Linked DNA regions of Mus musculus: all the other regions are linked to region 1. The links are chromatin contacts, called in public Hi-C, HiChIP or PLAC-seq and promoter capture Hi-C maps. All regions are on one chromosome and are shown on one strand. Each heading gives the region's core, a stretch centred on a gene start, on an enhancer-like site or on the middle of the called end of the contact. The rest is flanking DNA. Distances are from core to core; before and after follow the strand shown. Region 1 holds the start of Mrps23 (mitochondrial ribosomal protein S23). Region 2 overlaps Msi2 (musashi RNA-binding protein 2). Region 3 overlaps Msi2 (musashi RNA-binding protein 2). Region 4 holds the start of Mks1 (MKS transition zone complex subunit 1). Region 5 overlaps Msi2 (musashi RNA-binding protein 2).

The links. Promoter capture Hi-C pulls out the DNA fragments that hold promoters and counts their contacts. A called contact is a pair of places that touch in the nucleus more often than the background predicts. HiChIP or PLAC-seq counts read pairs in DNA pulled down with a chosen protein or histone mark.
Region 2: a contact with region 1 is called in an H3K4me3 HiChIP or PLAC-seq map of the 230-238 cell line, with 4 times the contacts expected there. The contact joins the enhancer-like site here to the promoter of Mrps23 in region 1. A contact is called at or near these places in 2 of 115 datasets of contacts at active chromatin or transcription factors (the 230-238 cell line and large pre-B cells) and 1 of 9 other capture datasets (pancreatic islet).
Region 3: a contact with region 1 is called in an H3K27ac HiChIP or PLAC-seq map of large pre-B cells, with 2.8 times the contacts expected there. The contact joins the enhancer-like site here to the promoter of Mrps23 in region 1. A contact is called at or near these places in 1 of 39 promoter capture datasets (hippocampal neurons) and 3 of 115 datasets of contacts at active chromatin or transcription factors (astrocytes, differentiating embryonic stem cells and large pre-B cells).
Region 4: a Hi-C map of embryonic stem cells shows a contact between it and region 1, with 5 times the contacts expected there. The contact joins the promoter of Mks1 here to the promoter of Mrps23 in region 1. A contact is called at or near these places in 3 of 39 promoter capture datasets (liver and neural stem cells), 6 of 484 Hi-C or Micro-C datasets (CD4 T cells, CD8 T cells, ECoMG myeloid progenitors and 2 more), 2 of 115 datasets of contacts at active chromatin or transcription factors (embryonic stem cells and large pre-B cells) and 2 of 9 other capture datasets (embryonic stem cells and pancreatic islet).
Region 5: a promoter capture Hi-C map of cranial neural crest shows a contact between it and region 1. The contact joins the enhancer-like site here to the promoter of Mrps23 in region 1. A contact is called at or near these places in 4 of 39 promoter capture datasets (cranial neural crest, embryonic stem cells, maxillary cranial neural crest and 1 more), 3 of 115 datasets of contacts at active chromatin or transcription factors (embryonic basal ganglia, embryonic forebrain and embryonic midbrain) and 1 of 9 other capture datasets (embryonic stem cells).

Annotation. Positions count from the first base shown.
Region 1 is chr11:88,202,481-88,207,704 of GRCm38.p6, reverse strand. Mrps23 (mitochondrial ribosomal protein S23) reads right to left here and starts at 3,317. Exons shown (of 5, transcript NM_024174.6): 1 at 3,220-3,317; 2 at 2,346-2,516. The coding sequence starts at 3,263.
Region 2 is chr11:88,508,245-88,513,012 of GRCm38.p6, reverse strand. All of the region lies in intron 6 of Msi2 (musashi RNA-binding protein 2), which reads left to right. Among named protein-coding and RNA genes, the nearest start is that of 0610039H22Rik, 110 kb to the left of the region's middle. Within about 2 kb of position 2,757, at least 16 of the 459 cell types and tissues checked have an H3K27ac peak or open chromatin away from gene starts, as enhancers often do. A contact at or near this core is called in the 230-238 cell line, where this site is marked.
Region 3 is chr11:88,597,709-88,602,283 of GRCm38.p6, reverse strand. All of the region lies in intron 5 of Msi2 (musashi RNA-binding protein 2), which reads left to right. Among named protein-coding and RNA genes, the nearest start is that of 0610039H22Rik, 19 kb to the left of the region's middle. Within about 2 kb of position 2,918, at least 134 of the 459 cell types and tissues checked have an H3K27ac peak or open chromatin away from gene starts, as enhancers often do.
Region 4 is chr11:87,851,777-87,856,771 of GRCm38.p6, reverse strand. Mks1 (MKS transition zone complex subunit 1) reads right to left here and starts at 3,557. Exons shown (of 18, transcript NM_001039684.3): 1 at 3,443-3,557; 2 at 2,926-3,035; 3 at 1,724-1,794; 4 at 1,145-1,300; 5 at 112-209. The coding sequence starts at 3,522.
Region 5 is chr11:88,690,647-88,695,367 of GRCm38.p6, reverse strand. All of the region lies in intron 5 of Msi2 (musashi RNA-binding protein 2), which reads left to right. Among named protein-coding and RNA genes, the nearest start is that of Msi2, 25 kb to the left of the region's middle. Within about 2 kb of position 1,802, at least 71 of the 459 cell types and tissues checked have an H3K27ac peak or open chromatin away from gene starts, as enhancers often do. A contact at or near this core is called in neural stem cells, where this site is marked.

The DNA of each region.
Region 1 (5,224 bases), core at 2,068-4,567:
GCACTGTAACCCTCACACTACGGAAGATAGCTCATGTCTGTAATCCAAACACTATGGAAACCAAAATAAGAAGTTGCACAAATGTCTCAAAAAGCACAACACCAAAAAACCTAGTTCAATCAAAAGAAGTGGAGGGAAAAAATTTTTTAAATTAAATTAAATTTAAAAAAAAGCTAGTTCAATCTTGACTCTCCATCCTCGCTGTTCAGTGTCTTCAGCTAGCCCAATGGATGCATCTAGTCATTAAGCCACTGATGTTTTCATGAGCAGAGGGTTATGAACAACCCAAAGGCCATGAACTGGGCTAGACACCGAGATTAGCAATGAGCGGGACAGCACATGGTCCCTGGTAGGTTTGGGTTTTGCTTGTTTTAGGGTAGGGTGACAGAGAGACAAAGAGCCTAAGGCCTCACACATGCTAGCTCAGCACTATACCCCTGAAATACGGCCCTTGGTGGTATGAAACTGAGTTATGCTATGTAACCCAGGCTGTCCTCAAGCTCCTGATCCACCTGCTTCACCTGCTAGGTGCTGGGATCGCACATGTGAGCTAGCATGTCTACTGAGAGTGTGACATCTAAACTCTTCTTTACTAGTAAAAAGAAAAACAACTGGGCTATATAATCTTTAAAAAAAAAAAAGCCCATTTTCCAACTTTATTTAGAAAAGTGGAAAGCAAATTAAAGAACACATAGTTTACCAGGCAGTGGTGGTGCACACCTTTAATCCCAGCACTTGGGAGGCAGAGGCAGGCGGATTTCTGAGTTCGAGGCCAGCCTGGTCTACAGAGTGAGTTCCAGGACAGCCAGGGCTATACAGAGAAACCCTGTCTCGAAAAACCAAAAAAAAGAAAGAAAGAAAGAAAGAAAAAAAAAGGAAAGAAAAAAAAGAAAGGAAAGAAACTGCAAGACCTCTAGCCTCCAGAGGGCGCCTGCACTCACACGCACCAACACAAAGACAAGTTATTAAAAATAAATTTTAAAGATAGCAAAATACTTTAAAAAAAAAAAAAGCACTTCCTTTGGTGGCGCACGCCTTTAATCCCAGCACTCTGGAGGCAGAGGCAGGTGGATTTCTGAGTTCGAAGTCAGCCTGGTCTACAGAGTGAGTTCCAGGAGACAGTCAAGGCTACACAGAGAAACCCTGTCTCGAAAAACAAACAAACAAAACCAAAAAAAAAAAAGCACTTCCTTCACCTTTACAACTCTAATATGCTAGTATTTTGTCTTACAATGTTAAACAAGATTACGGGGCCAATGTTTTCAAAGTAACAGCTAGGTCCCAGGAGCTACCTTCAAGGCACTACCTCAGAAGAGGGCTGTAGGTGCCCTGGCTCTTTCCTCTTTATTCTTTCCCTTGCTTCTCAATTTTCTACAATAAATGTGCATTAATATGCCAGGCATGGCGATACAAGCCTGTAACACCAGGATTCCAGAGGCAGAGGCATGAAGATCATGACCTTGTCCCAAGAGGAACAAAAGGAAAAAAATAGATGCTAAAGAAATAAAGTACGCAGGGCTGGAGAGATGGCTCAGCGGTTAAGAGCACTGATTGCTCTTCTGAAGGTCCTGAGTTCAAATCCCAGAAACCACATGGTGGCTCACAACTATCTGTAATGAGACCTGACGCTCCTTTCTTGTGTGTCTGAGACAGCTACAGTGTACTTATATATAATAATAAGTAAATCTTTTAAAAAGAAAGAAAGAAAGAAAGCACTTTCCTTCAGATTTCTAGTCATGGTTACTGTAAGTGCTTTCAACTTCTGAGCATCCTTTCCAGGGCGGCTTCAATAACTGTTAGACATTAAATCCTCAGACCATATTCCACCTATTTCCGCTTCCAAAGAAGCTACTGTGATAGCAGCAGCTTAAGTGTGGAGCCAGACGTGATTCTCAGATCCACCGCCCTCTGGGGTGGCCATGGTGGTTAACCTCCTTGAACCTGATAGTTCTCTTGAATAACACAGAGGCAATGATACCTGCCTTCGCGGACAGGGTTAGAGTAATAAAGTCTATGAGCTGATGTTTGTCAAGGGCTGATCAAGTACCTCATACAGAACAGAGGCCAGTTAACAAACACTTTATCTGCAACTTTGTCAGTTTAGTCTCCAGATTCCACTTCTTAGAACTTCTGTTTCTGGGCTGGAGAGATGGCTCAGTGGTTAAGAGCACTGACTGCTCTTCCAGAGATCCTGAGTTCAATTCCCAGCAATCACATGGTGGCTCACAACCATCTGTAATGCGATCTGATATCCTCTTCTGGTGGTCTGGTTGGCAGACTTCTACATGAGCCTTCCTCTCTGAAGGTCTGCGGCACCCTGCTCACTATAGGGGATAGACACTTACGCTCGAATCTGATCCTCCTGGTAAAAGATGTCCTGGATGTCAGCTTTGGCTTTGCCGTATCGCAAGCGGGGCCTTCGGAAGACAGGCTCTCTCAGGGGTGGAAAGGCCTTATATATGTCATACCACAGTGGCTTCTCTTTCAACACCCCGGCCCGCATCAGATCCCTCGTCCTTAGAAAGGGAACAGAACCAAGGTCAGTCGGTTACCACAGGGTTGTAAAGTCTCTGAATCAACTTAAACGAAGGAAAGAGCAGCCTGGTAGGGGTGAGCTGAAATGGGCCTCCCGCCTAAAGGAGGCACGGCCAATACACACAGCAACCTAGCATGGCCACAGTGTTAAGTCCAGTTGGTTAGCTCTCATGTAGCCTAGGCTAGACTTAAACTAAAGAGTGTGGCCAAGGATGACCTTGAATTTAGTGCCTCCCTGCACTTCCCTAGAGCTAGGATTACAGCGTGTCCACGCAGGCTTTTTGTTTTGACAGAAGTCCACCAGTAGCCTTGCTACGAAGCCAGGTTGGCCCCGGTCTTGTGGCAATCCTCCTGCCTCGCCTCCTAAGTGCCGAGACTACGCGCGCGAGCCACGACACACAGCTTCCATCTTCTTGCACGGGTCCCACCCACCGTTCCATAGTGAAAAAGCAAGACCTGTCCAGTCAGGCCCTTCAGCTTCTTTACTGTAGAAGGTCTCCACCGAAATGGGGTGGCGAGCACAATCTGACAGGACAGAAATCCAAGGGGACAGAGACAAACCACACCGATTCCGTGCCAAGGGCATCACCTGGCTCGGACACCCGCAACCGCATCCCCTAAGGATATGCCAGGAGGGTCGTGACCCGCTAGGAACTCTGCCCTCGCCCAACTCGGAGCACGCACCGGGAGAACACGCTCCCCACCGTCTCCAGCCGGCTCCCCGCCATGGCCACTTGGGCTAGAAAGCCTCGGGCTGTTACCGGAAGCGGAAGCGGCAGCAAGCAAGCCAAGGGGGAACAAGCGGCTGGCCGAGCCGAGGATGACAGTCCCGCCTCGACGTCATCCGGACGGCGGAACCAGGCAGAAGCAAACGATGGGCTGAGCAGGAGCCCTCAGGTCCTGCGTCCGGGTGGGTGGGGGTGGGGTGGGGTGGTCAGATACGAATAATCGATTCCCGAGCCAAAAGAGCGGGAGCGCGCCAAAGCTGCGCAAGAGTAGCAAACGACCGGTCCTGGGGAAAGGTGGAGTGTGGCGCCTGCTTTCTTCTCTCTAACTTTGCAAAGCTTCCTCCTCTCTGGCAGGGTGGAGGGAATAGTGTGGAGCTCGCCGGGATGCAGCACATCCTACAGTCAGGAACAGCTAGCCAATATGACATTTGAGGACACCAGGCTCGACTAAGCCTAATCTTAGCCACTCACACTACTCAGAAACTGAGACCCAAATAGGGGCGAAGTAACTTTTCCAAGTGACACGAGCCTCCAGGCCTCCTTCCTCGGCCTTTTGCGCCTTAAGCGGGGCTCAGCAGAGCAGTCTGTTTTCAGGCTCAGTGGAAAGCTGCCTGTAAGTAGTAGTTCCTCCGCTGGAGGCGTCCCTCGCCCGCCCGCTAGCGCTGGAGTTTTAAGAAGTAAAAGCCCAGAATGAATGCATTCGGAGGAAGAAAATAAAAATCTGGGGGAACGTAGTCTGTCATTGTTCAACTGTTCAAAGTATGGGTTTGGAGGAATATCCGTTGGAGAAGCACCCCTTAGAAATTTCATCAGGGTATTTGTGCGAAGAACATCATGGTTGATCGTAGTGACAAGATTTAAAAAAAAACAACAACAACAACAAAAACAAAACATCGGGCTGGAGAAAGAGTTCATCAGTTAAGAGCACTGACTGCTCTTCCAGAGGACCCAGATTCGAGTTCTAGCACACACAGGGTGACATAACCACCTGTCACTCTAGTCCCTGGAGATTTGATGTTCTCTTCTGAACACTGCAGGTACCAGGCATGTATGTGGTGTACAGGCTTACGTTCGTGCAAAATACTGATACACATGAAATTAATTAAAATTCATCATATGATCAGGAGGTGGTGGGTCATACCTTTAATCCCAGAACTCAGGAGACAGAGGCGGACGATCTCTGAGTTTGAGGCCAGTCTGGTGATGTACAGATCAAGTTGCAGGACAGCCAGGGCTACACAGTGAGATGCTGTCTAAGAAAAATAAAAAAACAAAAAACAGAAGAGCAACAACAAATATTTCATCGAATGAAAAGTAGTAGAGGATGTTAGCACACGCCTTTGATCCCAGCACTTGAGATGCAGAGGCAGGCAGATATTGAATATCTGTAAGTTAAGGCCAGCCTGACCTACATGGTGAGTTTCAGAAGCCAAGGCTGTGTAGAGAAAGACCCTATCTCAAAATAAACTAGTGGCTGGAAAGTTAGGGTTTGTGCATTCTATGAAAGCCTATGCACCTGGTAAAATTAACGAGCTAGGACCATCTGTATTTACCTACCTACATTAATGCCCATGGCTTGGGGTTAAATGAAACATTGCAGAAATAGTTGTATGGGAATGAAATCTGTAAGAGCGGGGGGGGGGGGAGAGGGGGGCTGGAGAGATGGCTGAGCGGTTAAGAGCACTGACTGCTCTTCTGAAGGTCCTGAGTTCAAATCCCAGCAACCAGATGGTGGCTCACAACCATCTGTAATAAGATCTTATGCCCTCTTCTGGTGTGTCTCAAGACAACTACTCAGATATAATAATGAATAAATCTTTAAAAAAGAAAAAAAAAGGAGGGAAAAGGGAAAATGTCCACAAGTTTGTAGGAGGATAAAATCTGGGACTGATCCACAGGACAAAAATACAAGGGTGAAGTCAGAGCTTTCTCTCTCTCTCTCTCTCTCTCTCTCTCTCTCT
Region 2 (4,768 bases), core at 1,508-4,007, 310 kb before region 1:
AGAACTTTGGTTAAATGTTTCCATCAGTCCCCGTTTCTCAATTCCAGTCTTCCAGATTGTTCTGAGTGGCTGATACACCTTGTGGGGAAGGGGCGGGGCTGCATTCTTCTGCCTCCACCGCCCCTGTCCTTTAGCCAAAGGCAGCAGCTTAGTCCTTGGAGCCGGTCACTAAGAAGGGCTCAGACTCTTTGGAGCCAGTGTGCAAGTTGGCAGTATCCTCTGAGCACCTGGCCAGAGCTCCTGGGGAGGGGTAGATGGGAGGTGCCACACTGCCCCTTGTGGACTGTGGTGCTCATAGCTTGTAGTCGCACTAGGCTGAAGGAATTCTGGGACCTTAGAGGAGTCTTCTGATCTATGCTCCTCCCATGTAGGGCCCTTAATCCCCCTCTTCTGTTTTCTTTTTCTATTCTGAGAGCTGGTTTAGGCTCATTAGAGTGCATGTTTAGACAAAGTTTCATGTAGGAGAGTTAATTCTCTGGTACCATGAGGTCCTAGGATGTGGTCTCTCCATAGCCACAGTACAGCACGTCAGTAGCCCTGCATCACTGGGAGCTTCCAGTGCAGCTAAGGTGGCATCAAGCAGCTAGGAAAACACTTGGACCACAGAAACAGTCAGCCTAGGGACCAGGGTTTGTGGCTGATCCTAGAGCACACTGAAATGTTGATGTGACAAGTCTTAATGCAGACTCTAGTAGCCAGAGGGTCTCAGTATCCTTCAGGGGTGAGGGGGTGTACCTTGGGAGGAACAAGAGTCAGATAGCACTGGTTTGGGGTCCATGCTATTATGGAGATGTATATGTACGGAAGCAGACACCAACAGCTGCCAGTTCTCCCTTCCAACTTGTGAGCCACTAAAGGCCACAGCAGACGGCAAGCCAGCATCAGAGCAGTGGTTGCTTTTGCTATGCCTCTGGTGACATATGGCACCAGTTCCCTCTTTGTCCCTGTTCAGCGTCTCTGGCCTGACAGCCTTGCCCCCTTCCCCTCTCTCTGTGATGAGCCTCGGTGCTGGACAAAGAAGAACCATGCTCTGAAAGTCACCAATTTTCTCTTTTAAAACTTTTCTCTCCTGGAGTGCTGTATTAGTATTGTAATTTGCTCTTGATACCACCTGAATCAGTTGTGATGAAAGGTTTTTCCTCCCTCCCCGTCTCCTCCCCTCCCCTCCCCGCCTCCCCGTCCCCCAGGTTTGCTCACAATAACACAGATGAGAAAAGATAGTTGTTCTGATATATAATGTTCGGAGTTGCTTAAATCCTTCATTTGTAATTCTCCCCAGCATTTCTCAGTAGAGCGAGGCTCCATCCCATCGTCAGGGCCTCTAATCCCCATGGAAAGCTAGTGAAGAATGTCAGAGAAATTCTGCATGCGCTCTGGAGGTGATGGGCAAGTGGAAGGCACCGTGGTATAAATTAATCCGTGTTATCCCTCCCCATGGTCATCTTCATGATGGCGTTGTGGTTTAGGGTGACCCCTCCTGGGCCCTTTAAGGTCAAGAAATCAAGAAGTGAGAACCTTATAGTACTTGACCTGATCAATACTCAGGATCCTCAAACAGATACCTAAGGGTTTGGATACCAGTGTTGGACAGGCACGAAGGGAAATCGTTCGGAGAGGTGTTACAAAGCTTGCAGCAGCTGAGTGATGCCCTGAGTGTATACTGTATGTATCTCAGCCCCATCCGTGGATGGGGGAATCCGCTGGGTTCTTCATCTCTGTTTTGGATATTTTTTGTTCACCTTCTACTTCTCATCAGTTTTCCAGTTTAGGGAGCAAAACTCAATTCTAATGCGATAGCTAGGACAGAAGGGTGGAGAAGTGAAGCCCCTCTTTTGGTTTCAGGAGAACTCCAGAAAAGCCCAGACTCTTGTTTTAGCTCTTGTCCCCCCCCCCAAATTCTAAGTGCCAGACTCGTCCTAGCTATGCCCCCCATCCCAGATTTCAAGTTCTGATTCTTGTCCCAGCTATGCCCCCAAATTCTAAGTGCCAACCAGAGGGCTTGAAGTACCATCTGGTACTTTGGAGTCCTGATAAATTACTGTCTTCCTCTCCTCCTCTGCCTGCAAAAAGTTTTAGGATTTGAGGGTGGGGTGGCCATTTGCACCTGTGAGGAAGGTGCAGGAATGACTGCATTATTCTAGGGCCTTCTGTTTGTCTCGTGTATGGTTATAGAGTTAATATGATCTGGTCATGTGGTTGGTGTGTAGGAAACAAAAAGGAAACTATGAATGAATGACTCCTCTGCCCTCACTTGCCACCCTGATTCCTTTACCCTCTGCTAGTAAGTGCAATGAAAATATCAATAAAGAGGCGGACGTGGCGAGCCCAGTGAGGAGGAGCATTTGCCAATGGACGGAGCTTGGCCAGTGCAGGACTGGGCAGATGGGTGCCAGCAGAACATGTCAAGACTCCTGTTTCCTTGTCCTCTGAGTCCTTGCAACCAGAACAGTTATTCAGGATCTGAGGCCACAGTCTGGAACTGACTGAAGCTCTGGCAGGAAGGAATGTGGTTTTCTCATCTGCCCGTTGTCATTTCTGAAACCTCTTCAGCTGTCCAAACTGTTTCACCCTTGGGAGTGTTTTCACGCCCTTTGCAGGTGGCATTAAAGTGAAGCCCGTGGAGTTACAAAAGTTTTCATCTCTTTTAAAATTGGTCTTTTAAAGAAAATGGGCTGTTTGCATGAGCCCGGGAGCTTACACTTGGGCCCAGGCCCATGAGTCTGCCAGAGTGCTCTTGGCCCCTGGGAATATATACCTCTAGTCACTCCCTGATGGGCAGCAAGCCTGAATTCACCAGCACTTTCGTCTTCATGACCACCCTTTGCAATAAGGCACTGAGGGTTATGGTAATACCCTTCATAGATGAGGAAATGAAGGTTCATAGTGCCCTCATAACAGAAGGGAATAGTTCTTGTCAGAGTATATTCCTTTTTGCTATAGTGTGAGCCTCCTGCTGTAAGAGGCACTTGTTAATATCCAATGTCCTGCTTTTATAGAGAAGGCAACTCTAAGGCCAGAGGTTTATAATATTCTCTAAATGAAGTTGGTGAGCCTGGACTCGCATGCACAAGTCTGTGGAGGAGCATACCCCACACAGTGCCTAGTGGTTTGATGTCTTCCTGGCACCAGGGAGAGACTGTGGACCAGGAGTAGAGAGGGATGGAGGTTCTAGATGGAAATGTCTGGGTGATGAGACACGTCCCATCTTTGGTCTGAGCAGTGATTGCTCTGCCCTATTCCTGATGGGCAGCAAGCATCAGCCCTGATGGGCATTTTTGTTCTCTTCTACCTGTCAGCCTCTTTGAGCACTGCTCCTGTACCAGCCCCTTCCGTGCCCTTCGCCATCTGTTCTTTCAGGTTGTTTCCTCTCCACACTGGAGAATGGGTGTTTGCCTCCTCAGTGAGGAGACTGAAGCTCGGTGAGGTAAAGAAACTTGTCCTCAGCCACACAGCCAGATTGTGACAGTGCCATTTTGTCATTTAACAACCCCTTAGCCCTTGCTGTATGCCAGGTTCTCTGCTGAGGCACCAGGGAGAAATGAGTGAGTTGAATAGAAACCACTGCTGGTCTTTTAAGAGAGGTAAATTCTAGTGGAGGGAGACATTCAATAAACAGCTGATCAAATAAAAACGGAAATGGTGGCCCACTAGGAAGGAATGAGAGCCAGTTAAAGGGACCGAAATGGAGCCAGGTACAGAAGAGGAGAGTTGCATGGTCCGTCAGGTAGAACATCTCAGGGTTGCAGTCGGTCACGGTTCGTACATCACATGGTCGGGGTGAGTCTGGAGAGAGCGTAGAGGATGTTCCTTACTGGATGCACACACGGGTTGGGTCTGATGGTCTCTCTTCAGATGGCATGCAGGAATGACATACTAAATTAGCATCGTAAACTCTCCTCACTGCAGTGTCTACTTGACTCTTTGCCCTACTGTGACTGTCATCATTGCTCTCATGGTCTTCCCCACCCAAGTCTCCCCGCCAGCTTCCCTGTCTTACACAGTTTAGCCTTCAGCTTTGGTAACCTCGGTTTCTCTGCCCCACGCTAGCCTCAAGGTCTCCCTATCTCCAGAAAGCCACCTCTGTCTTCTCCCTCGTGTAAACTTGGATCCTGTCACCCCTGCATCCCAGCACCCAGAGTGGGGAATTAATGCTTTTTTTATTTGAAGAAATCTGTGGCTGTCATTTTTGATATCTTCTGTTTTTGTATGCAGGAACGCAGAGCACAATTAGAATACAGTTATATATCCTCATAGTTATTAAAGCTTGGATTAACATGACATAAAGTTTTGTCTGGGGAGTCTTTTGCTATGGCTCAGGGAGCATTTTTTGTGACAGTAATAGGCTACAGTTAATATACTTGAATGATACTAGAATCTGTGTTATAAGGCAGAACAAAAGGGGTTTATCTGCAGCTGAATTACAAAGGTGGAATTATCACAGCGAATGATCCACAGAGATCTGGGCTTAATTATTGTCCTTTGTGTCGTTTTAGCATAATACAGGTAGTTAACTGGAGCAGAAGTGCAGGGAGACCTGGCCTGTCACTCACCTGCTGGATACCCAGACTGCCCCCCACACCCACCCCACCCCACCCTTGCAGGCTGCCTGCTCTACAGAGCCAGCAGAACCATCTGTGGCTGTGTGATGCCTCCGGGGCTACTGTGTTCTTGCCTCATGTTTAGCGTGACTCTGTGTCCCACCAGCAGCCCAGATCTCTTCTCCCTCCACTTAGGTTCCCTGCTCTCCCGGCTTGTCACACCTTCCGTG
Region 3 (4,575 bases), core at 1,669-4,168, 390 kb before region 1:
TTTAAGCCCCATGGAGGTTCTGTTTCTCTGGCACGGCCTGCAAGAGCCTTCCTGTCTCACCTGCCCAGTTAGACTCTGCACACTACCAGACTAGCGGCCACCAATAGCTCATGCTCGATCGCCACTGAGGATATTGGAGCTTCTGCCTTGGAGGCCCTTTTCTCCTGGGTATTCCTGGCTGACCTTCATCCTTCAGGCCACGATCAATCCTGTGTTCTTAAGCCCAGCCTCTTTACTTGCTGTGAGCATCTCCTCTGCCAAGCCTAACACAGCGCTTGATCCTCAGAACACACTTGACAGAGAAGGCTTACTACTAGAAATGATCTTTCCCTCCCTCCCTCCCTCCCTCCCTCCCTCCCTCCCTCCCTCCCTCCCTCCCTCCCTCCCTCCCTCCCTTCCTTCCTTCCTTCCTTCCTTCCTTCCAAACCTTCTTGTCTGTGTTTTCACTCCACTGGGATCAGTACACATCTCTGAAGAGTGTTCTATGGACTGAGCAAGCGCTTTAACATGTCTTCTGTGGTTTTTGCAGCAGTTCCCAGACATATTCTCTCTCTCTTTTTTTAAAGATTTATTTATTATTATATGTAAGTACACTGTAGATGTCTTCAGACACACCAGAAGGGGGCATCAGATATCACTATGGGTGGTTGTGAGCCACCATGTGGTTGCTGGGATTTGAACTCAGGACCTCCGGAAGAGCAGTTGGTACTCTTAACCGCTGAGCCATCTCTCCAGCCCCCGAGATTATTGTCTCTTAAGCTAGGAAAAAGGTTGCACTGCGACAGTGGGTTCCTGATGGATGGCCTCTCTGCTCATCTGTTTATCTTTTTTCCTTTGTATCCTGATAGGGCAATGGTAGAAAAGAGCCCGGCTGTCCGTCGTTGTCCATCCCACTTCCCTTTTCTTCCCCGAGGTTACCCGAAGTAGCCTTTTGCCGAAACCTGGCTGCACATTCTAGCCTTTTGGGAATGTGTAAAGAACTGTTGAGGGTGGGGTTGGGCATGGCCCTCTGGAACTAAGGTGGCAGTCAGGGCCGAGCATCTGCAGGACAGGATCACCAATGCAAGGCTCTATCAGTGCAGTGGATTAGGTAAAGCAGGGCTCATCAGGAGCTGATTGCCACGTACACCTAAAATATGGTAATGACGGTAATCAGGGCTAAGGGTTAAGGCCGCCATTTGTTCTTTTCATGAAATCAACTGGAGGGCTTGGGGGATGGGGTGCAGGGGTTTTTAGAACCTGCCAAGCAGCAAAGTTTTTATTCTGTCTCCAGAGGACCAGGCCAGGTTGTTGTTCTTATAGATAACTCCCAGATTACCAGAGGGAAGGGTCTGGAATTCCTCACTTGGGCTGTCTTTCCCAGGCCCAGTGGCATCTACTGAAGCAAGGCTTGTTGTAGTTGTGTATCTGAGAGTCTGTAATTCTTGCAGTGGGAGTGATGTGAATTTTTCCGGCACAGCTTCTCAGCCCATTGTTGGTGTTTCTTGAAGGTCGCTGTGGAGGACGAGGAGACCCACCACAGAGCTGGGCCAAAGAGCAGGCATGCACTTTGGATTGTGAGGCGGTTTGAAACTTAATTTCCATGTGGGAAACCATCTACCACCCTGGTGGTATCTACATAGTGTTTGGGAGAGAGAAAGGGATTCTTTGAGCTTACGGTGTTATTAGTACATCCTGATACCTGCGTATGGTCTAGATTTCAGCAAGGAGAGCTTCCGACATTATCCAGGTTGAACACCAAGATAGACACCGAGAGATCAGAGCAAAGAGGCGATGGGGGAGCTAGATCTCAGGGAGGCTGTTTATATATGCAGGCTCAGTCAGGAGGTGGATTTTCTCTTAACTTTATTGTTAGAGGAAGCAAAAAAAAAGGCAGTTAATCATCAATCAATTTCTTTCTCTGCCCCTCCCCCATGTGTGTGCATGCTCAGTTGTAATTTCACAATAGCAGGTAGTCTCCACTTATATTTTTTAGGCTAGGGTCTTACACCCATTTGATAGAAGGGAAAGTGAACTTCAGAGTTATTAGGGAACTTCATTCATTCTTGTTATATACTATACAGAGGTGTGCTAGAAAGGCAGGCATGGGTAGACTGACCTATGATAGTTTAAACTTGTTCTTACGGTTGCAAAATCACTCTAGGTCTATGCTACCACGCTGGATATAGTTAGAAGGATTTCTCTTTGGATGGGCACAGAGGGATCCATGAGCTCAGGTTCTAGGAGGGGTTTATAGCAGTCTGCCATCTTGTCTGACTTCTTTTCTCCCACTCTTCCCAGTGGCTTATGAAGAACTGCCTTTGGCTGCCTGGCCGGGTCTCTCAGGAGGGGCCTCTTGCAGCTTCCTCACTGGCTCACCACAGTAAAGGGTGTAGCCCTTGTCTGATGTAGTCTAAAGGCACAGTTCCAAAGACGATGGGTTTTAATTACAGAAATGTATTGGTCATTGTTGGAACACAGGAGGAAGTTCAGGTGCTTTCATCCCAGTGAGTCCGACTCATGGAACAGTGTTGGGAGTATGGGGGCGGGGGAGTTCCCGAGGATGGAGCAGCTGTCTGTGGGTACTAAGCAGCTTGGATGCCTGTGGTAGGGATGAGGAGCAGCCAGCCTCCTCGCTCAGCATCGGTTGATGTGTGGATCACGCTCTTTAATTTCCTGTGCTTCTTCAAAGCAATACTCATCTCCCTGCCTTTTCTGTTACGGCCCGCAGCCCAGTCTGATTCAATGCCACTGTCTAGGATATTACTCTCTGATATGATCTGTGGACAGGTCACCCCTGCAGCTGCCGCTTTCCCCCGGGGGTAAGAGGAAGTAGTATTTTTTAAATTGAGTCTGGGAGGGAGCCTTGCAGAGGGTTTCTGGGAGTGAGGGTGGGGTGGCGACAGCCCAGGAAAGCATCCCGTCACTGCGTTATGAGGTCGCTTCCTCTTGTTACTGAGCTACTGTTGTTTTAATCAGAGGTAATGTTGTAACCTGACCGTGTTGTATAATTGTGTGTAAATTATATCCCAACCCCATATAGATGAAGGCTATTTTTCCCCCCTTCCAATTTTAAAGCTATTTAGACAGAATGCCAAACTGTAGCTTGAACCCTAGCGCTTTCTGGCAGGTCTTTCTAGACAGGAAGGGAGAGAGAGCACAGAAACGTTGGTGGTTGTTTTTGTAATTAGTTCCCCCTGAAGTTAAATTAACTTCTGAAATAGGCAACATAAAATATTGTTACTTAGACTTTCCCCTCTGGGTGCGGAACTGTGGGTGTGACTTGAGGCACTAAATGAGGACAAAACAGAAGGGAGCACAGAGAGAGCACTTCCTTGGGTGGTTGGGGAGCACGCAGAGCACTTCCTTGGGTGCTTGGGTTGATTCTAACCTGTTAACAACTCAGCAGTTTAAAGTATATTCACAGAAAAATGTGCCTACCCACCACCTACCTCCACAATCAACGTCACAGAATTTTCAGAGTGAAATCCTGAACTCTCTTTTGCCACCACTGGCTTTTCTGACTTCCCTTTCCCCAGTCTGCCTTATGTCCCTCTCAAGATCCCCGTTACAGACGCTCATGCATGCAGTCTCACGTTTGTGGTCTGTGACAACGACTGTCCTTTACTTAGTATGAGGATTCAGGGCTCTTGTGGGCCTCCCCTGTCACTGCTCTGTTCTTCTTCCTGCCAAATGCCATGCTGTCCTTTTGTTCACTCGTCCATTGGCCAACATTTGGGCCTTTGCTTTGTGGCCTCCACCAATACGTGTGTGAAAGTTTTTGGCTGGAAGGGTGCTCTAGACTCTTGAGTATGGTCCTAAGATTGGAGTTACTGGGAAGGTAGCTAGCCTGTTCCGTAAGATAGCAGAATCAGCAGAAACTACCTTGTCATTTTTGCATCTTAAGTTTTAAAATTAGAAGGGCCAGGAGTCAGACTTGTTTCTTACGGTACCCTCAGGGGGAAAAATTAGTCAACATCACAAATGAAGGGCCAGAGACTTCTGTGAACGGAGGGGGAGGGGCTCTGACTCCACATTGGCACTGCGTGCCCAGTGTCCTGAGCTGGAAAGAGAGGCTGAGACCTGTTGTTGAACAGCATGAGGCCCTTCTAAGGTACCTTGTGGGAAGGGCAGAGACCAGACCAGGCCCACAGAGAGCTCTATGCTTGGAAAAGCCCCCCCCCCAAAGGCTTTCCTTTGAGCACAAGAACCTTTCTCGTGTGTGGTAGCAGTCTTCCCAGTTGCAGACGCTGGCCCTTCTTTCTCATGTGCCTTCTCCAGGATCTGACCTCCCTACTCAGAGCCTGGGTCGCCTTCCTTATCGTCCTTGGTTCTGCCCTTCCTGTACCACCCTGCCATCGGGCACCTTTGATAGATGCTGTCTGTGGGTTTACCCCGTTTTCCTTTGGAGATGGCACCCTGCTTTCCTTTAGATGGTCACACAAATGGGAGTATTGGTGGAAAGCGTCCAGGCAGATTCTGGGTCTGTTATTACCCAGAAAATATGAGCATGAGGAAGGAGTACCCCAGACCTTTCCTGAGTAGACCTTTGTTATAGGGCATACAGGTAGGTGTGTGTGTGTGTGTGTGTGTGTG
Region 4 (4,995 bases), core at 2,308-4,807, 350 kb after region 1:
TCATGAGGGGACCTCCCTCATCCCCCCGACCCTCAGTGGATGGGGAGTGTTAGTAGGAATCCCAGAGATGGGAGAGACCACGGAGACCACCTGATCGCTGCTTGTACTCACACCCCTCGCCTGTCCTGCCGCCGCCGCCTGACGTTCGCCATCCGCTCAGCCAGAAACGATGGCACCTCGCTGGCTGAAGTGGTTATTTTCTGACAGTACTGGGGAAAGAAGGCAGAGCTGAGACTGGCATGTGGTCAGAGCTATTGGGGAGAAACACCTGAAGGGAAACCTTCCTTTTGACCTCTCCTCCAGGGTGCAAACCCAACAGGTAGAACCTCACAGTTACCCGTGCTGGGGGAGGGGAGAGATGGCGCAGTCCAAGGAAGACTCCTACTGTGTCTTGGGTTTCCTTAGGGGTCTAGAGACAAGTTGTTTATGCTAACAGTAACATCAACCTGCCTTCTCTGAACACATGTTGGGTAAGTTTGTCTGGTAAATGTTGATGCTCACTTGGTGGTCAAAAGTGCCAAACAGGACACCAGTTTTCTTGAGAAAGTTCTCACTTGGGTGAGCTAGAATGAACTGTATTTTTATATGCTTTTCCAAAACAGTCTCAAATGTATATGCTGCTGTCTCATAGCTTTCCTGAAGAAAGCAGTCCAAAGCACCCACTAACACCGGCTCCCAGCAGAGCTCATAGATACAAAAATCAGAAAATACAGTCCCGCCTTCAAGGAATATATTATCTCTTCCTGAGAAGACATAGAGTAATGGAAGAGAATGTAAAACAAGCCCACAAGGGCTCAGGGACACAGGCTAAGACACAGGTATCCCCACAGCCTAATCATGTTCCTCTTCTTGCCTATAAACTCCTGACTTTGACTGAATTGTAAATGGATTGTTCTAGACCCTGCCCATCTATGTCATCAATTCCTATGCTATCAGGTCCCATGGGCCCTCTGACAGGCAGAAGGACATCACCTGCATCTGCCCACTGCAGCCTGGCTGCCAGCAGCTTCCAGCAGCTTCTAGAACCATCTATGTTCTATATCGCCCCATTTACTGGGCTTTCCACTTACAACCTAGAGCCAGCGAGGCTAGAAAACCAGGGGAGACAAACAAGAAAGCAATGAGGGCCCAGAAGGAATGATACCTCTTCCAAGTCGGTGTATCTATCCGAGTCAGTGTAAGTGAAGATTCGCCGGTTTTTCCTGCCGCCAGAATTCTCCAGTTTCAAGATCTCTTGGCGGTACTGATGATCCAGTGGGCTCTGGCACGCGGATTCATTTTGGTACAGGTCGACTTCAAACTGAGGTCACCACAAAGAAACAGATCAGCTGGGACTACCTCAAACTTCGGTTCCTGCAGCTACTGAACCAAATCACTTCTAGCGCTAGCTGACACGTTTTGAAAACCGACTGTCACTTTGTTCAAAAAATGAAGGGCAGGGGGAAAAAAATCTAAGAATATTCGAGTTAAAAGGATCCAAGCTGATGTTCTAATCCAACCTTGTTGCTAGAGATGTTATAGAGCCCGGAGATGGGGAGTGCCTTACCTAGAACGCTAAACTGAACATGGCAGCCGTTATATTACAATAGCCACATAAACATAACATAAACATAAGTATAAGCCACCACAACCTTTCCTGGAGATGAGTTTGACGGTATGAGTCACTGGCCCGGTGGGAGTCAGGTAGGTGGAGGTAGACTGAAGACAAGAAATGCTGGCTCACCTGGCTAAAGAGCTTTTCCTGCCATCCAATTACAACCTCTTCCTCCTCTTCTTCGTCAGGGCGGTGTCCACCTCCAAACACAACAGAGTGAGTCAGACCAGCAACATTTCTTCCTCTCTGGTTGATTACAACCAGTGTTCCTATTCTTGTCTCATTTGGGTTTTAAAATTTTTTGCTATTGTTGTTTGGAAGTGTCTCATTCTGCAGCCCGGTCTGACCTCACATTCCAGATCCTCCTGCCTCGGCAGAAAAACGCTGACATTACACGTGTATACCACCAGGTCTGCCTTCAAAGTCCCTACTCACATTGACCGCAAACCCCACTGGAATTTAGTGACTCACTAAGCGCTCACTCTAAACATAGAATGCAGGTGGTGGACATACTTTGGTTAATACTAGAAGCAAGATTAGGGCCTGAGGTGTCCTAATCATTACTCTAATTTGAATAAAAGGTAGCTCTGCCTTCCAAGAAACATTCTCTAGTCCCGTATAAGGCACTAGAGTTTAGCTAGAGGCTGAAGGGCCAGCCCTTCCTCAATCCTGGCTGAATTTGCTAGATAAGGACCCTGATGTTTTTCTGAAACCACCACCGAATCATCCAGAAACACAAGATGCATGATTTGTGATCTGCCAGGCTACCCTTTTTGCCTAAGAATATTTCTGAGTAGAAAGAACAATGACAAAAGCATGAAAAATTATTGGCCAAACACGACGGTCCTGTCCTTTCTTTTGGCTTTCAAGGCAAGAGGAAAAAATCATATTTTCGTGCAAACTCCTGTTTTAAAATTGTTTTTTAAGTGTATTTATACATACATTTGGAGTTTGGAACATATTTCTCTTAGAAGTCCTTTCCCCATCCCCCAAGTCACAACTCGGGTAAGATGGCTCAAGCCCCAGGATTCATCTGGTGAAGAGATAACTGAACTGGTTCGCAAAAGTTATCCCCTGAACTTCACTCTCGCACTGTGGCATGGGCGTGCACACACACACAAAAGTAAATTACAATGTAAAAAAATAAATAAATAATAAAAAATTAAAAAGATGATTGCCCAGGTTCATTCAAATGCTTCTATATTCCTCGGCTAGGTGACACTGGGCAATAAACTCAACCTCTCTGAGCCTTCCGTTCCTCCTCTGTACCTCTACTGCCCCGCACCCCTGCCTTAGTCTCAAATGAATGTAGCGTCATCACAAACACCCACTAGCAGCTTGCGGAGGCCTAAAAGTGGCCAAGTCTATGAGGTCCTTCCCCATCTGGGCAGCAGGCTGGTAATGAAGGAAGTTGCTTGATGTGATTCTTTGCAGATGAACTCTGTCAAGAGAAGAGAAGCCCCAAATACGCGTGTCAGAGACACACAGCAAGGAGATATACAGAGCATGAATCGGGGAAAGAAATCACAGAGGCAGAGAAGTCAAGGCTGCTGCAAAGAAGAGGTGGGTAGGGGCGTCTGCTGGATAAATCAGCACAGGGACCCGAGGGGTTTGAAAGTGGCGAGAACTTGAAGGGACTTGGGCAGGGTGAATCTGAAAGGTGTACTTGGAAGCTTTCAGTGGAAAAAGATCCTGATAACAAGACGCGCGCAGAGATGGCAGAGGAAGTAGTTGGGATTGTAAGCGGAAGTAGGGGCCTCTGAGCATCTAAAAGCTTAGGGTGGAATAAAGTTAGGGGGCCTCGGAGCATAAAGTTAGGGGGCCCTGAAACTGGGGTCGAGTGACTACCGGAGGCGCAGGTTGCGCACGGGGTCCCGGGAGCGATACACGGCCTCGCCGGTGTCAGTGCTCCAGACCGCTTCCGCCATGACAGCTGCTTCGCGCTGCGACCGCGCCGGAAAGCGTGGTGCCTCGTTCCCCTGGCAACGGAGACGCTGGCTTCTTAGGCAAGGGAGGCGCTGCGCGCGCAGCTCTCCACGTCTGCGGGAGCCAGTCCCTAGCCTGGCAGCGGGACCCTCAGCTGTCCTGTGTGAGTAAAGCTCACCTCCACCCAAGGTGAAAGTTGGTGCACTGCACAAAAGAGAAAACCGCCATCAGCTACTTTGTTTAGGTGCAAAAATGGTGATGGTGGCCAGAACCAGGTGACCTGAGTCCTTACTTTCTGATCAAACACTGCCTTCCACTGAACATTTGAAAACTTCGGCCTAGGGGGCGTGGAGAAATGGCTTAGTGGTTAAGAGGTTAGTGACTGGACTTTCAGAGGAACTAGCAGGCCCAGATGGCCACTCACACCTGTCTCTACTCCAGTTCCAAAGGGTCAGACACCTTGCCGCCTTACAGTACACATGTGTTGCACAAACATGTTCACCATTATGCATAAAATAAATTTAAAAAAATTTAAGGAGAGAAAACTCAGGCCTAAACAGTTGGTGGATATGACTAAAAGGACATGCAAACAAAAATTAAAAAACAGCCGGGCAGTGGTAGCGCACGCCTTTAATCCCAGCACTTGAGAGGCAGAGGCAGGCAGATTGCTGAGTTCGAGGCCAGCCTGGTCTACAGAGTGAGTTCCAGGACAGCCAGGGCTATACAGAGAAACCCTGTCTCAGGAAAAAGAAAAGAAAAGACAGGAAAAGAAAAGAGAAAGAAGAAGGAGGAGGAGGAGGAGGAGGAGGAGGAGGAGGAGGAGGAGGAGGAGGAGGAGGAGGAGGAGGAGGAGGAGAAGAAGAAGAAGAAGAAGAAGAAGAAGAAGAAGAAGAAGAAGAAGAAGAAGAAGAAGAAGAAGAAGAAGAAGAAGAAGAAGAGAAAGAAAGAAAAAGAAAAAAAGAAAGAAAACATTCCTGGAAGAAAAAAAACCTGTGGGGCAGGTATATTAGTAGTTTTGTTGGTATGCACTGAGCCAGAGAAATAAAAAACAAGGAAGCCAGCAGAAAGGAAGGAAAGGGTGTTTTCCCTGGGGCATGTTGGTTCTGGATTATTAACCAGTTAAGACTCCGAGCCAGCCCCTGAAAAACCACCAGAGTGACATTCAGAAGTCATGGTTCACTGGCACATCCAAGGAAAGATGGTATAAGTTTAATTCCGGCAGTTTGGCAATATCAATATTGACAATTAGTATTTGACGGTTGCTACTTATTCATCCGAATAAGCAATTGTTGCCTGGCCTGGGACATTTCATGGCCATCCGATTATAGAGCAGAGAAATCATGAGCACCTAACTATTCATTGTGTGCACTAAGAACTCACCACAAATAGCACCTACTCATTTTTCATTTGTATTGCCTGTAACCCTCCCAAAAACCTCTCCAAGAGGTACTTTATTCCTATTTAAAGGATGAAGT
Region 5 (4,721 bases), core at 553-3,052, 490 kb before region 1:
AGAGGTAATAAAGCCTTAGTTAAACAACCTGAAAATGCAGTTTCCATCCATTTAGAGCACAGGAACGGAGGTTGAGGAGATCAACAGGGCATTAGCATTTAAAGTTTGCCCCCTCGCTGACCTCCTTGCTTCTGTATTTCCCTTGAGATCAAAGCAAGGAGAGGGGAAGAGTTGACTCTCAGGTGCAGTTCCTGATCACCAGGAGATACCCTTGTTTTACCACCTTGGGCTTCCTGGTCTTTGCTTGGGCTGTCAGACATATATTTTAACCAAAAAGTGGGACGTGTGCTTTCGTCATAGCGAGCCCTCAGGAACATCCAGGAAGGGCTTTGAACCATCTCAGAAAGCAGGCTGGTGGTCTATAGCAGCAGGAGTGGGCAACATTAGTAAACCAGGATGTTTCTCTTTTTTTTTTTTTTTTTTTTTTTTTTTACTGCAAGGAGCAGTCCGGAAGGTATATGGAGACGGGACAGTTCTGATGAATTCCTGCCCCCTGCTGTATAATAAATCTGATACTAAAATTAGTGCCGGCCTCTTGAGCCATAATTCTTGCCGAGGCAATAAAGAAGTGTGTGCGTGCGTGTGTGCTCATGCCGGTGTGCTTGTGTGCGTCCAGCTTGTCTCTCAGGACTGTGGGATGTCGGATAAGTAACTGGGTCTCACAATTGATTTTGTGTGACAGCGTCTCCTCGGCTCCCTGCTTCCTCCCCCTCTCCTGTGATGGAAGTGTAGGGAGGAGGTAGAGGGGAAATATTGCCGCGTGCCTTTCAGGTTTGTGTAAATCTCTGTCACGTAGGTAGATGTTCTTAGAGAATCTATTGGAATGTTTTATAATTGACTGTTTTACTTGGATGACATTACTCAACTCCTCTCAGGAGCTTCCTTACGCTCCGGGTGGGGGTGAGACTTTTCCTTCCAGGGAACTTTGTCCACGGAAGGGACTTACTTGGGGTGGCCAGCTGACAGCTTTAATAATTAGGTGGGCATTTGGGTCCCTCAGTGCACAGTCCTCCTCCTGGTGGGGACAATTCTGCTTTAAAAGGACCACATTTCACCTTTAACTGCAAATGGCTGTGTCGGGAGTGGCATTTGATTTTTAAATTGCCCATGTCCAGCAACCCTCTGTTACTCATTAAACAATAAAATGTTTTTAATCTTCCTGCAGCTGTGTGCACTGTGTGGGGCTTGCTTTTCGGGAGGAGGGGGAGGAGGGTCTTTCGTCCTCCCTCTCCTCTTCCCTTTCACACTCACCAAAGCTTGTAGAAAGCCCTCTCCAGCAGTGATGGAATCCCCTCCGGTGAACTTTCCCAAGTGAGTGGCTGGGACTTTTATAAGCTGAGGCCACCCGGGTTCAGTCTGGATTGTCAGCCCCTGGGGCTGAAGTGCTTCCTTTATGGGTAGTACCCAGAAATGGGTTTATGTCACAGACCCTTTAAAAAGTCTGTAACTTTTCCTCCCCACTCCCCTGCCTCCCACTTTGGGTGGGGGGGGGGGGCTTGAGTTGTCCGTCATAACCAGAAACAGGTTTCAAGTCCCTGATCCGTTATAGGTGTGTTTAAGATGAATGCCAAGCCTGAAGCCACTTAAAGAGCATGCGCAAATAGATACAAAGGAAAGGAAGGAAGGGAGGGAAGGGGTAAAGGAGAGACTCTTCCAGATCCCCTGAAGCAGAAATAGAAAAACACAGGCAGAGAAGGCAGGCCCCCACAGAGAGAAGCACTCTGCTCCTGAGCAAGCTAAGTTAGTGAGCTTGGGCGGGAGGGCCTGCCCCGTGAAGGTTGTCAAAAGAGCCAAGGAGGCGGCGCCCTTTCTGAGGCGGCCCTTGGTAGTGTGTCTGTAAGGATCTAGGCCCGGATTGTTTCAGACTCCTGGTGGAAGAGTTAGTGGCACTCTCCTCCTGTCCCAGCTGGGCTGGCCTTCTATCCCAGAGATGCGAGTTTGGAACGGTGGCCTAAGCAGGGAGCATTACCGTGCAGTCTCAGCTGGCCTGTGTTTCCATCCCAGCTAGCGGTCCTTCAGTTAGGAACTGTTGCAGGCTCTGTATTTGTAAAAATAAAAGAGAATAAAAATTAAAGGTACTCAGTACCAAGAAAAATAGCCACTTGAGGGGGAACGAAGTGTGTTAGAGGACCAGGCTTTCTACAGGGAAGCATCTTGCTTCGAGTTCCCGGATCAGCATGGCCCAAGATATCTCTCTCTCTCTTTCTCTTTCTCTTTCTCTTTCTCTTTCTCTTTCTCTTTCTCTTTCTCTTTCTCTCTCTTTCTCTTTCTCTTTCTCTTTCTCTTTCTCTTTCTCTTTCTCTTTCTCTTTCTCTTTCTCTTTCTCTTTCTTTCTCTCTCTCTCTCTCTCTCTCTCTCTCTCTTTCTCTTTCTCTCTTTCTTTCTCCCTCTCCTCTCCTCTCCTCTCCTCTCCTCTCCTCTCCTCTCCTCTCCTCTCCTCTCCTCTCCCCTCCTTCCCTCCCCTCCCCTCCTCTCCCCTCCCCTCCTCTCCTCTCCCCTCCCCTCCCCTCCCCTCCCCTCCCCTCCCCTCCCCTCCCCTCCCCTCCCCTCCCCTCCCCTCCCCTCCCCTCCCCTCCCCTCCCCTCTTCTTTTCTTTTCTTTTCTTCATGCTGAAAAGGGGCCCAGTCCTCTAGTCGAGCAGTGACTCCATACAGGTTCCTTTTTCCTCTGTTGCATTTCCCTCGTGTACCACACGAGTCATCCAGTCATCGGAGTTGCCCAGGCTGTGCCCTCAACCCTGCCTGGTTGTCCTGGTGACGCTGGGTTGCAGGGTTTTGGAGGAAGCCCTCAGTTCAGCTGTCCTTGAGGGTAAGGCCTGCGTTCTTCCCACCCCCCTATGACGTGTGCAGTACAGCTGCTGGCCCAGAAATCCACTTGAACTGATATGTCGTCTCTCACTCCAAACAAAAAATAAACCTGGGTGTTCTATGTATGTATTTTTGAGGTGTGTACGTGCCCTTTTTTTTCCTCTTGACAACTTCGTTCCCTGCAGCTGTGCAGTCACAGACTGTTTTGAGATCTGGAAAGTTTCTTGTCTTTAAGTGGCTATGATAAAGTAGGAGAGGAGAGAGGCGAGATTTGACGGTTACCACACACCAAACACCATAATGTAATTTTTTAAATTAAAAAGCATTGCATTATTAAAAAAGCATTTCATTGTAAGAGGAGAGGGTAAGATGGCTCAGTGGGTAAAAGCACTTGCCACCCACCACTCCAGGACCCACATGTAGGTGGACGGAGAGCCGATTCCAGAAAGTCATTCTCTGACCTCCATCTACACATAACCCTAGTAACAGAATTTGAAAATATTGTAAGAGATAATGCAAAGAAAGTTTTTTCATTTACCAGAATTGTTTTTTCTGTCTACTATAGTTCCCCCCCCCCATCACCATGGAGATAAGAACTTGGGGCTCAGTGATGTCATCTTTCCCACTGGGTGTGCTGGCTCTCAGGGGACTGGCTGTCAACCTGAACTTGGTCAGGTCCAGCCTGCTGTTGGTATAGAGAGAAGTTAAAGTTGATCAGACGTTTAATATTTGCCTTCAGTCATCTGCTATGCAAAGCTCTCCTTTATTACCCTGGGAGGGCAAGTTGGTAACAATGTATTGCTGTTAAAACTAGTAAGTCTGGTGTCCTTTAGGGCTTATTTAATCTTTCCTTTCTCCTAAGTATTTCTCTCCAGCTTTTGGAGAAAGTGCCTTCCTGTTTGAGATAAACATGAAGCAGTAAGGTTGAGTTTGGGAAGAGGGAGTTTGAGGGGCTGGAGCTGCGCCCTCTCCCCATTTCATTTCCCAGGTGAACTAGCAGAGTCCCAAGATTGTCTTTTGCAGGGAGCACTCAGGGTTACCGATGTTCCCGATAAGAAAGTGTTTCTCCTTTGCCCTGTCTCTCAGCTGAGTAGGGCGGAGAGAGCAATATGGCAAAATCCAGACCAAGCCAGCAATCATGCAATGCAGTTGGGCAGAATATAGCAGTTTAGGATGGGTTTGCACAACTGTATTTTCACATTAAATCATCATTTCTGCTTCTCCTGGTACAGAGAGGAGGGTGGGCAAGGGAGAGAAAAAAGGGTGGGGGAGGCAGAGAGGGAGGGAGGGAGGGAAGAGGGGTGTCTTTTCAGGGAGTCCGGGGAAATGAGTAATCGGGTGGGAAGGAGAGACCAGGGGAAGGCTTGTGTGCATTATCAGTGGACAGGAGCCCGGGGAACTCCCAGTTATGTCTGGGAAGCTTTTGCGTGTAGCTGCTTTGAATTCTGTGGTCTAGAACGAGATGTTTAAGCCCAGTTACAGGAACAGTTCCTGAACTTTTTCTACGAACTTCTGTGGCCCCGGAACCCTGTTTTTTTCCCAGCAAGCCTCTGTATTTTTAGAAATGTTTTCTTTTCTCATTGCTTGCCCCTTAGCAGAGGCCCCTCGAGTGCTTTCTGTCGTGTAGAGCTGAGTTCTTGAACAGGTGTTTGGGACTGTGAAGGGGTTTATTTCTTTAAAAAAAAATCTGCAGGCTCTTTGTCTGGGAGATCAATATTTTCTCATCCTGCATGGATGGGGTGGGAGGAGGGGCCTGTGTGATGCCCCTCCCTTTCTGCTGTGGGTCAGTGAAGGGTCATGTGGCTCAGGGGGACCTTCTGTGCAAGCCCTTTCTCCTCTTATTCAGTGCCTTCTCCAGATCCTACTATGTAGACAGAATAATTTCATGTAGACCCATGGGACTACCAAGCGGTA